Regions from separate parts of the Mus musculus genome. Here regions 1 and 2 are each linked to region 3. A link is a contact called in public Hi-C and promoter capture Hi-C data. All regions are on one chromosome and are shown on one strand. The core of a region is the stretch at or near the end of the contact, and the rest is flanking DNA. Distances in the headings are between cores, read along the strand shown.

Region 1 (2,753 bases), core at 79-2,578, 730 kb after region 3:
AAACTAAAATTATATATATCTTGCCCTAATAAAAGCAGAATTTGATTTTTTTTAATTTTGACATTTTTTTTGCCATTATAAGAAATACAAAAAAAACACTCATTTCTATGTAAACTGGGTGGAGTATGTTTTATAGACTTGGATAGAGCTCAGTGGTAGAGCACTTGCTTAGCATTCACAAGGCCCTAAATTTTATTGCTCAGTAGCACAAAAGTGCAGGATTCCATGATATTATAAAGCCAGGTGCGTGCTCGTAATCCCAGACCTTGGAACCTGGTAGGAGGTCAGAAGTTCAAGGCCACTGTTGGCTATAGGCAGATTCAAGGTCAGCCTGGGCTTTAAGAGACCTGTCCCAAACAAAACAAGGTAACATTTAACCACCTAAGACTTTTAAGCCATGTCCTATCTAAAAGTAAGCTTCAATGAAAGCACCAATTAATTTAGGGAGAGAAAAGAACAGAGCATTTTTAATGTCCATCCTTAAAGCTGTTATCAGCTGCTGACTTAGGAGTTCTTCATGGAGCTTTGCCAGATCACCCTGCTTGCTGCAGGGCTCTGTGTTCGCACGAATGTCCCCAGTGCATTTGGTGAGATGGCACATCATGAATAATTGGGGAACAAGACATACAGTGGCTGCGGTTGAGATTCTAAATATACTTTTTTAGAGACAAGTGTGTACTCCTTTGTAAGATATAGAAAGAAAACAGACAAGAAAACAAAAACGGTGCTTGTTAATTGCAAGGGTTGTCCTAAACCATCAGCACCTTCTATTAATCAGGGCGACTTAACACCACTTCCTTGGGCTCACAGGTTACGCATCCCTAAGGTCTCCACTCATATAATTATGACAGGAGACACTGTGAACTTAGCCCCTATTTATAAACATAAAAGAAACCGGAACCAGGTCTGATCTGAGAGTCCGTTAAGCAGTGGTATATTTAACACAAATGCAGTGTTTCTTAGTGTTTTGAACAATAGTCCTTGCCTCTTACAATAAAAGTCTAGTATAATAACTACTGTCGTTGGCTGTATGGTATAACCTAGCTTATACATTTTTGAACCATAAACAAATGCAGGAACGTAACTCTATAAAGAAAGAACAGAACATCTAATATCACACTTGCACCGAGGTTCACAAACACATCGCGTTAAAGGATGGGCCGTTACTCACCCTACATTCTTCCTGGCAAGTATCTGATCCAAACTGACTGAAAACACCATACATAAGAACAAAAGTGAGAAACTAAACAAGAGTTTTCTTCCCATCAAGAAGTGTATGCTTCTTCAAGCCAAGCGCATCTGTTAATTTGTAGAGCAAGCAGAGCAGAGGCTGGACTGTTCTTGCCAAGTGACTGACAGCACTTTCAGCCAATACAAAAATAGCTTTCCCAGGATGCACTATTGGGGAAGGTGGGGGGGGGGGGGGGTAGGAAGGAAAGCGAGACCTGACAATGGCTCCATCTGAAGCACAGAGTTTTAACGCAGCATTTAGCTTTTCAATTATTCATTGCATTAAAACACTAGGGAGCGGGTTTTAGAGAAAAATGCATAGCTAGTGAGCCCTTTACGGGAAGTTACCCTATTGGGTGACTGCTGCACACACTTAACTAAGGTTCTCACAATGATTGCCTTTCTCTCTCAAATCGACAAAGTATGTATTTTTCCAGACATTTTTAAGGCAAACTAGTTGGTAAAACAGTCTCTAGAACTTACCTCTGTTTCTACACGTGTCCTAGGTCACAGTTCCCTGTTGAATGTGAACTTTCCATCTACCTGAGAGGGCTTCAGAGAGATACTGAGGACCTCTAGCTCTGGAGTTAGGAGCAGCTAAAGTCATGCCCGGTGGGATGGCTTTGAGAGTGTTCTACCGTAACAGCCAGGGAAGTTCTCCCTACTGTGAAAGTTTTCTGTAGAATCAGGGACAGGGTTGCTTTAAAGAATTGTCTCAGAGGGAGGAGGTATGCGCACAGGACAACGACGCGTGTGCTGGAAGATATCAGAACAACGTCCAGTATTTTCTATGCTGTTACATGCTGGGTAAAAAGGATTCTGGTGAAGATGAGATGGCAAAAAACACACATAATAAAATCCTATAACACTGAGAGTCTTTCAAAACGAAACATAGGCATTTTTGTTGCTTCAGAACTTGATACTTCGAGTGGAAAAGTACTAGTGACAGAGGCTATCTTTAATTTTTTAAATTATTATGTTATGGGTATGAGTGTCTTACCCGCATATACGTCTGTGCAGCGCATGTGTACAGTGCCTTCAGAAGGCAGAAGAGGTCCTTGGATCCCTTGAAACATGAGTTACAGATGGTTTGTAGCTACCATGTGGGTGCTGGGAATCCAACCTGGGTCCTCTGGAAGAGCAGGCAGAGCTGTTAACCACCGAGCCATCTCTGCAGCCTGAGAAGGGCTGTTTTTAATTGAATTTGGGGGGAGGTAATGGATTTTTAGGGAAGCTAGGGACTTGTTGGTGACATTCTTCTCTTCATTGTGTGCTGTCTCCTCCTCACGTGGCACCAGGCACCCCTCCAGAAAACTACAAAAGGGAAATGAAGCATAATAAATGGGGAAAATGAAAAAATACAGAAACAAAGGGGAAGGGTTGTGATAATAACTTAATAATATGCTGGGTGAGCTGGCACACATCTATTTTCCAGCACTAGAGAGCTGAAAACAAGAAGACCACAAGTTCAACTTCATCCTTGGCCACATAGTTAGTTCAAGGTCAACCTGGACCACTTGAGA
Region 2 (2,984 bases), core at 454-2,953, 670 kb after region 3:
AATTTTTTTTTTAAGTAGAAAAGAAAGCAGGTGAGTTATCAGGGAGAATTTTCCCTGACAAAACCGTAACAGGCAGCTGCATGCAGACAAACTGAGAAAAAGAACTTCATTTCTCCCGTACTTCTTCCTCTGACATTTTCAAACTGCTTTAACCTAAGATCCAGGTCCTGTTTCCTGCCTGTCTTTGTATCCATGGATCCGTCGTGGAAAGTACAAAGTGGGAGAATTATAATGAATGTTTGGATGATGGATAAGGGCAGGAAAAATAAATGTGCATCAGGAAACAGCACACAGAATTCTTTCGATAAAACTGAAACGTAATCAAAGCAAACCTTTCACACAGCTAATTGCTTGGGCATTAAGAGGGGATTTCATTGTTTCCTGGACTTCAGTGATTTGCTACAGGTAACTAAGAGTAGTCAAAACAATAGATTGTTGAACAATAGATTGTGCACTTATCAGCGTTAACACTATCAAAAATGTCAGGCATGCCCAAAATACATTCACATTAAGTACTCCAGAGGTGTCAGTACCAATGTCCCAGCAAAGTCATTGTCTGGAAAGGGAGGGCTTGACAATACTGAGGGCAGGTGGGGCTTTTGTTTTGTTTCTTTTCTCCCTTGGGTTTTTGTTTCTTTGTTTCTTTGTTTCTTTGTTTGTTTGTTTGTTCCCCTCAAAGCTGGCTCTAATACCCACAGCACTTCCTAAGGGCGTGATGAGGAACACAGAGGTGAGACCTCCAGATTGCTGCAGAGCAGATGCGCTTGGCCTCATGCCCCTGTGCTGCCTCCTCCTTGTCTCCCACTAACCCCAGGACATCATTTATACTAGGATAAAAATGGATATGTATGGGCTGGAGAGATGGCTCAGCAGTTAAGAGCACTGACTGCTCTTCCGAAGGTCCTGTGTTCAAATCCCAGCAAACCACATGGTGGCTCACAATCACCCATAATGAGATCTGATGCCCTCTTCTGGTGTGTCTGAAGACAGCTACAGTGTACTTATTTATAATAATAAATAAATCTTTTTTTTTAAATGGATATGTATGCCAAGTGGTGCTTGGTGTTACTATTCAGGAGGCTGAGGCAGGGGGACTACAAATGCAAGGCCTACCCCAGCTACAGAGGTGGTTCAAAGCCAGCCTGAACAACATATTAAAAAAAAAAAAAAAAAAAAAAAACTGGCTCAAAATAAAATGTTTGGAAAGGAGCTGGGAATGTAGTTCAATTGCTTGCCCAACATCCTAGGTTAATAGTGTACGTTAACATCAGTTCACACACACATATACATATCACACACACACACACACACACACAGAGGAGAGAGAGAGCCTAAATGAATATTACATAAAAAGTTGTTTGTTTGTTTGTTTGTTTTAGTATAGCAATGTTGTTATTATTCTACAAAATATTGGAATTCTTTCTCCCCACCCAACCCCTGTTCCTCCAGGTATATGTATTCATATGCACGCATGTGCTCAAGTGTAGATGATATGTGTATCTCAGGACAACCTTGAGTGTCAGCCTTACCGTCTACCTTGTTTATGATGCGGTCTGTTTGATACTCAGCACTATAGATGACAAGGTAGCTGGACCCACCACCACCCACCCACCCCAAGTTGCCAGGTACTCTCCAAGTATTCTTCAGTCTCTATATCCCGTGTTGCCATAGGAGTACTGGGTTACAGATGGGAGCGTCTATATCCAACTCTACACGGGTTCTGGGAACCCGGACTCGGGGCCTCTCGGTTTTGTAGCAAGCTCTTAACCTACTGAGCCATTTTTTCAGCCAACAGCGAAATTTCTACTCTCAACTCAGCCAGGGACATCTTTTTAAAAACTTACGAAGCCAGTTTCACAGTGTGTAGGTAACTGCGTGCTGTGATAGCTATAGCCATGTTTTAATCTTTGAAACTTAAGACTTTGGCCTTTACTCTTCTGTGACTGTGGGACTGTTCATGTTTAGAAAAATAAGCATTTCCTGCACGGTTGAAACGGGTTATCTAGCCAGCTTCAGACACTGATCAGTGGTTCTCTAGCGACCTCTAGTGATATAATGGGGAACATATTCTGTCAACAGGGAAGTGAAGGGATGTTTGCTGGGTCAATGTGAAGAAGCCCTATAACCTAGGGATTAAGGAACGGTTATAACTTTGAATAAGGGAAAATTTAAGTCTTTCCCTTCTCCGATATTTTGTGCCCTCTCCTCTATCTTCTTTGTCTTGTCTCAATCATGTTTATCTTAAGTACCCTTGAGGGCTCTAGGCCATACTGAGTCCTTGCCTACCCCCATTGCTTTACGGAGCCTAATTGTAGACAAAGCCTTCTTACCCTCAAACAAGACACATTTCTCCAGTGACATCCTGCATCTGGTTTCACAGCAGCATTCCCTCTATTGTTAGTTCCTCGATTCTAAAGTCTTTGTATATCCATTCCAAACCCAAGCAAGGACACGCTGCTACTGTCTTCGTTTTGTCACAGTAACCGCGGGGTACAGTATTTCTTCAGAGGAATTAAGATTGGTTGCTTCCAGTGTTAAATTGTAAGAGCTGGATTCTACCTATTGTTCAGTTTTGGGTTTTTGCTAGTTTGGGGGTGATTTCTCTTTTTCTGAGTTTTTGTATTGTTTTGGTTTGTTGTGGTTTGGTTTGGTTTCTTTTGGTTTGGTTTGGTTTGGTTTGGTTTGGTTTGGTTTGGTTTGGTTTGGTTTGGTTTGGTTTGGCTTGGCTTGGCTTGGTTTGGTTTGGTTTGGTTTGGTTTGGTTTGGTTTGGTTTGGTTGGGCGGGCTTGTGGCAGCAATAGGTAAGATGGGGTGTTCATCATGAACTTCCGGAAGCAGAAAGATCCAGGTTTTCAGTGCATATTAAAAGATGTAGAATCAACAAAGATAAAGGATATCAAACTCTCCACGAAGTTGAGCGATGATCTTTCCCAAGAGAGGAACTTAACCCATAGCTCTGCTCTGCAGACAGTGGATCAGTCAAC
Region 3 (2,774 bases), core at 100-2,599:
AGTATGTATGCCTCCTCACCTGTGTGTGTATTTTCATGTGTTGTTGGGGTGTGTGCATATGCAAATGAATAAATCTATGTTTGTAGACCTCAGGTCAATCTTGGCTTAAGCCAGTGAACCCAGGAGAGGGGCCCTTCCAGCTTCCCTAGTAGTAGGATTACAAACACATGCTGCCATGCTACATTTTTCAACATGGATGAGAGCTTGAGTTCACTGACTGAAGGATCTTTACAACCTCTAAATAGAATTGTTTTTATAAGTTCAAAATTGCATTTCCCATTAGCTCCATGTCAGAGGAAAGATACAGAGAGCTCACTGTATAGAGTTCTACTCTAGTTCCTCAGCCTGCACGTATATCTTCAGCTGTTCCACTCACAGTGACCCTGCAAATCTTAGAATTCCCTTCTTTAAAAAGGTCTCAAACTGAGTGAAAAAGAGAGATGATTTTTCAATATGGGTACTTTATCCCTAGCAGACTAGAAAAGATACAGTGTCAACATTTGCTAACATTGCCAATATTTTGGAAAAAACATGCTAAGTGTTAATTATGAACAGTTAGAGTACATCTTGATGTACATGTTATAAATTCAGAGAGGGACAAAGTGCACAGGAGAAAGAAAACCGTATGTTGGCAAACTCGGAAACATGGAAACGTTACTCTTTCATGGTTTTCCATGCATTTGAATCTTTGGACAGTTACTCAATTACAGCTTGTTAACTGTAAGCTTCAAAGCAACTCTGCAGCTCAGGTCACCTTAGTCAGGCAATCAGCCAGTCAATGATGTATGAATTCCCAAGAAAGGAAAGGCTCTGAGCTAGAGGCCCATTTTTATTTTCCTCAGTAAGATGCTTGATGCTGAGAGCCTGTCATTCCATCAGGAGGCCCTGCTAATGGCCTTTCCTTTTGAATCCTCTGTTGCTAGAGCTCTGAAGAGGCTTGAGTTGAGTCCCTCCCGTCTGCCAACCAACATCACAGCTCTTCCTGCCTGCACCAGATGAAACCCTTTTAGTCCGGAAGCTTTCCCAGATTAATACCAGACCTTAATCTCATACCACTCCTGGCCCACTGCTTCTCAACTTTATTTTATAAATATGTGTATTGTTTGGGCTGAACTGAACCAAATTGTATTCTCCCCAAATTTGAGGATAGCACTCAATTATAAGATCATAGGGTATTCAAGATCAAAGGGTTTTTTTGAGGTTTAGCTAAATCACCTCATTTTTCAGATTAAGATAAATCAAAACACAAACTCTGTAAAGGAAAAATATCCTCATAGTGTAGATGGCAGTAGAATCTGAGACAGGAAAGAAAACCCGGGGCTAGCATCTGGTTCTGCAAACAGCTAGCTGTGTGGACTCCAGCTGCTCACTTGCCCTCTCTGTGTCTTGGTTTAAATTAGTCTGCAAATTGCAACATTGCAGGCATTCCGCAGAATGAATATAAAAGGCTTGGTAAATTTAAATAAATGCTGCCTGCTATAAAGTCACACCTGACAAAATGCAGACCAGAACCAGAACTCCAAATGCTTGAAGTCAGTGTCTCTTCTTTCACCGCGGATGATTGGGAAGTTACTTAAACTTCTGCATATCTTTAGCATATCCCCAAGTGTGCCAACCCTCTGAGAACAGCCTAAGCATCCTTCAGGGGTGGCTGCCTCCCAGACAGATTAGAATTCTTTTGAGACAGGTATGTAAGAGGGATTTTGTTATTGTTTCATGCCTCAGGAAAAGATTCCATCACTAAAGCTGCAATAAAAATGTTACTTCTATTAAGGGGAAATGATTAACACTCCTTAAGTTAGGCAATAGTTTCCCACCCATTTCTAAATCTGGCCTCACAGGAACTAAGCCACACAGATGGGAAACCAGAAACCAAAATGGGGAAAAAAAAAGAAAAAAAAAAAAAAAAAAAGAAAAGAAAAGAAAAGAAAAGAAAAGAAAAGAAAAAAGAAAAAAAGAAAAAAGAGAAGCAAGAAAAAAGGAAAAAGGAAAGAAATAGAAATAATTGGACATGGTGAATATATGTGGTTGAAATTCTTCATCTGGTTTGTCTCAGCTGGTTGTGGAAGTTATGCAGATTTGAATACAGTTGAAAATCCAAGCAAAATATTATGAATCTGAAGCCAGCAGTATCAAGCTTGAGGAAAACTGAACCAAGGCAAACTCAAGTGTCAGGTATTACATGTCTTTTCTGAGAGTGAAATTCTAGCAGGAAGGTGCATTCAACTTGCAAGAAAGGACTATGCCCTTCTAACTAATTATCACCTTTGTGTTTACATTTCATGAGTCAGTGAGCTGGAATGATTAAAGCACATGTTTAGAGACTCAGACAGGAAGGAGTGAGCCAATGCTGCCAGAGGATGCTAAATGTGCCCATCCTGGCTGCCCCTGTGGAATCCAGTCTTCTCCTGGATTCAAGGTTTTGCTTACACAGCCTGCCAATGGGCCCACCACAGATGTGTGGTGGTTACTTGAAGAGAGTGGTTCCACATGGAAAGTAAATCAGCATATATGAATGACTCACAACATCATTCTCAGCACAGAATCTTTGCCATGCAGGTCAAGGTATCCATGGTGTCTTGTTTGAGACCATAGTAAAAAGACAATTCTCATCAGAACAATATATGAGATAGGACACATGATTTATCTTGCCTGAGTAATGAATAAAAGGAAATGATAGTGGGTGAGATTGAGCAGAATAAAGAAGAATTTTCTATAAGCTTAGGATGAAAAATGAAAACATGCTTGTGTTATGAAGCCTAACCCTACGGAAT

Evidence for each region. Promoter capture Hi-C pulls out the DNA fragments that hold promoters and counts their contacts. Hi-C and Micro-C count contacts between places; a contact is called where the count stands out from the background.
Region 1: a contact with region 3 is called in a promoter capture Hi-C map of stem cell-derived epiblast-like cells, with 4 times the contacts expected there. The contact joins the promoter of Atp6ap1l here to the enhancer-like site in region 3. A contact is called at or near these places in 9 of 39 promoter capture datasets (cranial neural crest, embryonic stem cells, hippocampal neurons and 3 more).
Region 2: a contact with region 3 is called in a Hi-C map of nephron progenitors, with 3 times the contacts expected there. The contact joins two enhancer-like sites. A contact is called at or near these places in 5 of 484 Hi-C or Micro-C datasets (cortical neurons, cranial neural crest, embryonic stem cells and 1 more).

What each region holds. Positions count from the first base shown.
Region 1 is chr13:90,904,027-90,906,779 of GRCm38.p6, forward strand. Atp6ap1l (ATPase, H+ transporting, lysosomal accessory protein 1-like) reads right to left here and starts at 1,329. Exons shown (of 7, transcript NM_001145879.1): 1 at 1,172-1,329. The coding sequence starts at 1,266.
Region 2 is chr13:90,839,093-90,842,076 of GRCm38.p6, forward strand. No RefSeq gene overlaps it. Among named protein-coding and RNA genes, the nearest start is that of Atp6ap1l, 65 kb to the right of the region's middle. Within about 2 kb of position 1,704, at least 25 of the 459 cell types and tissues checked have an H3K27ac peak or open chromatin away from gene starts, as enhancers often do.
Region 3 is chr13:90,169,257-90,172,030 of GRCm38.p6, forward strand. No RefSeq gene overlaps it. Among named protein-coding and RNA genes, the nearest start is that of Gm41013, 7.7 kb to the left of the region's middle. Within about 2 kb of position 1,350, at least 15 of the 459 cell types and tissues checked have an H3K27ac peak or open chromatin away from gene starts, as enhancers often do. A contact at or near this core is called in stem cell-derived epiblast-like cells, where this site is marked.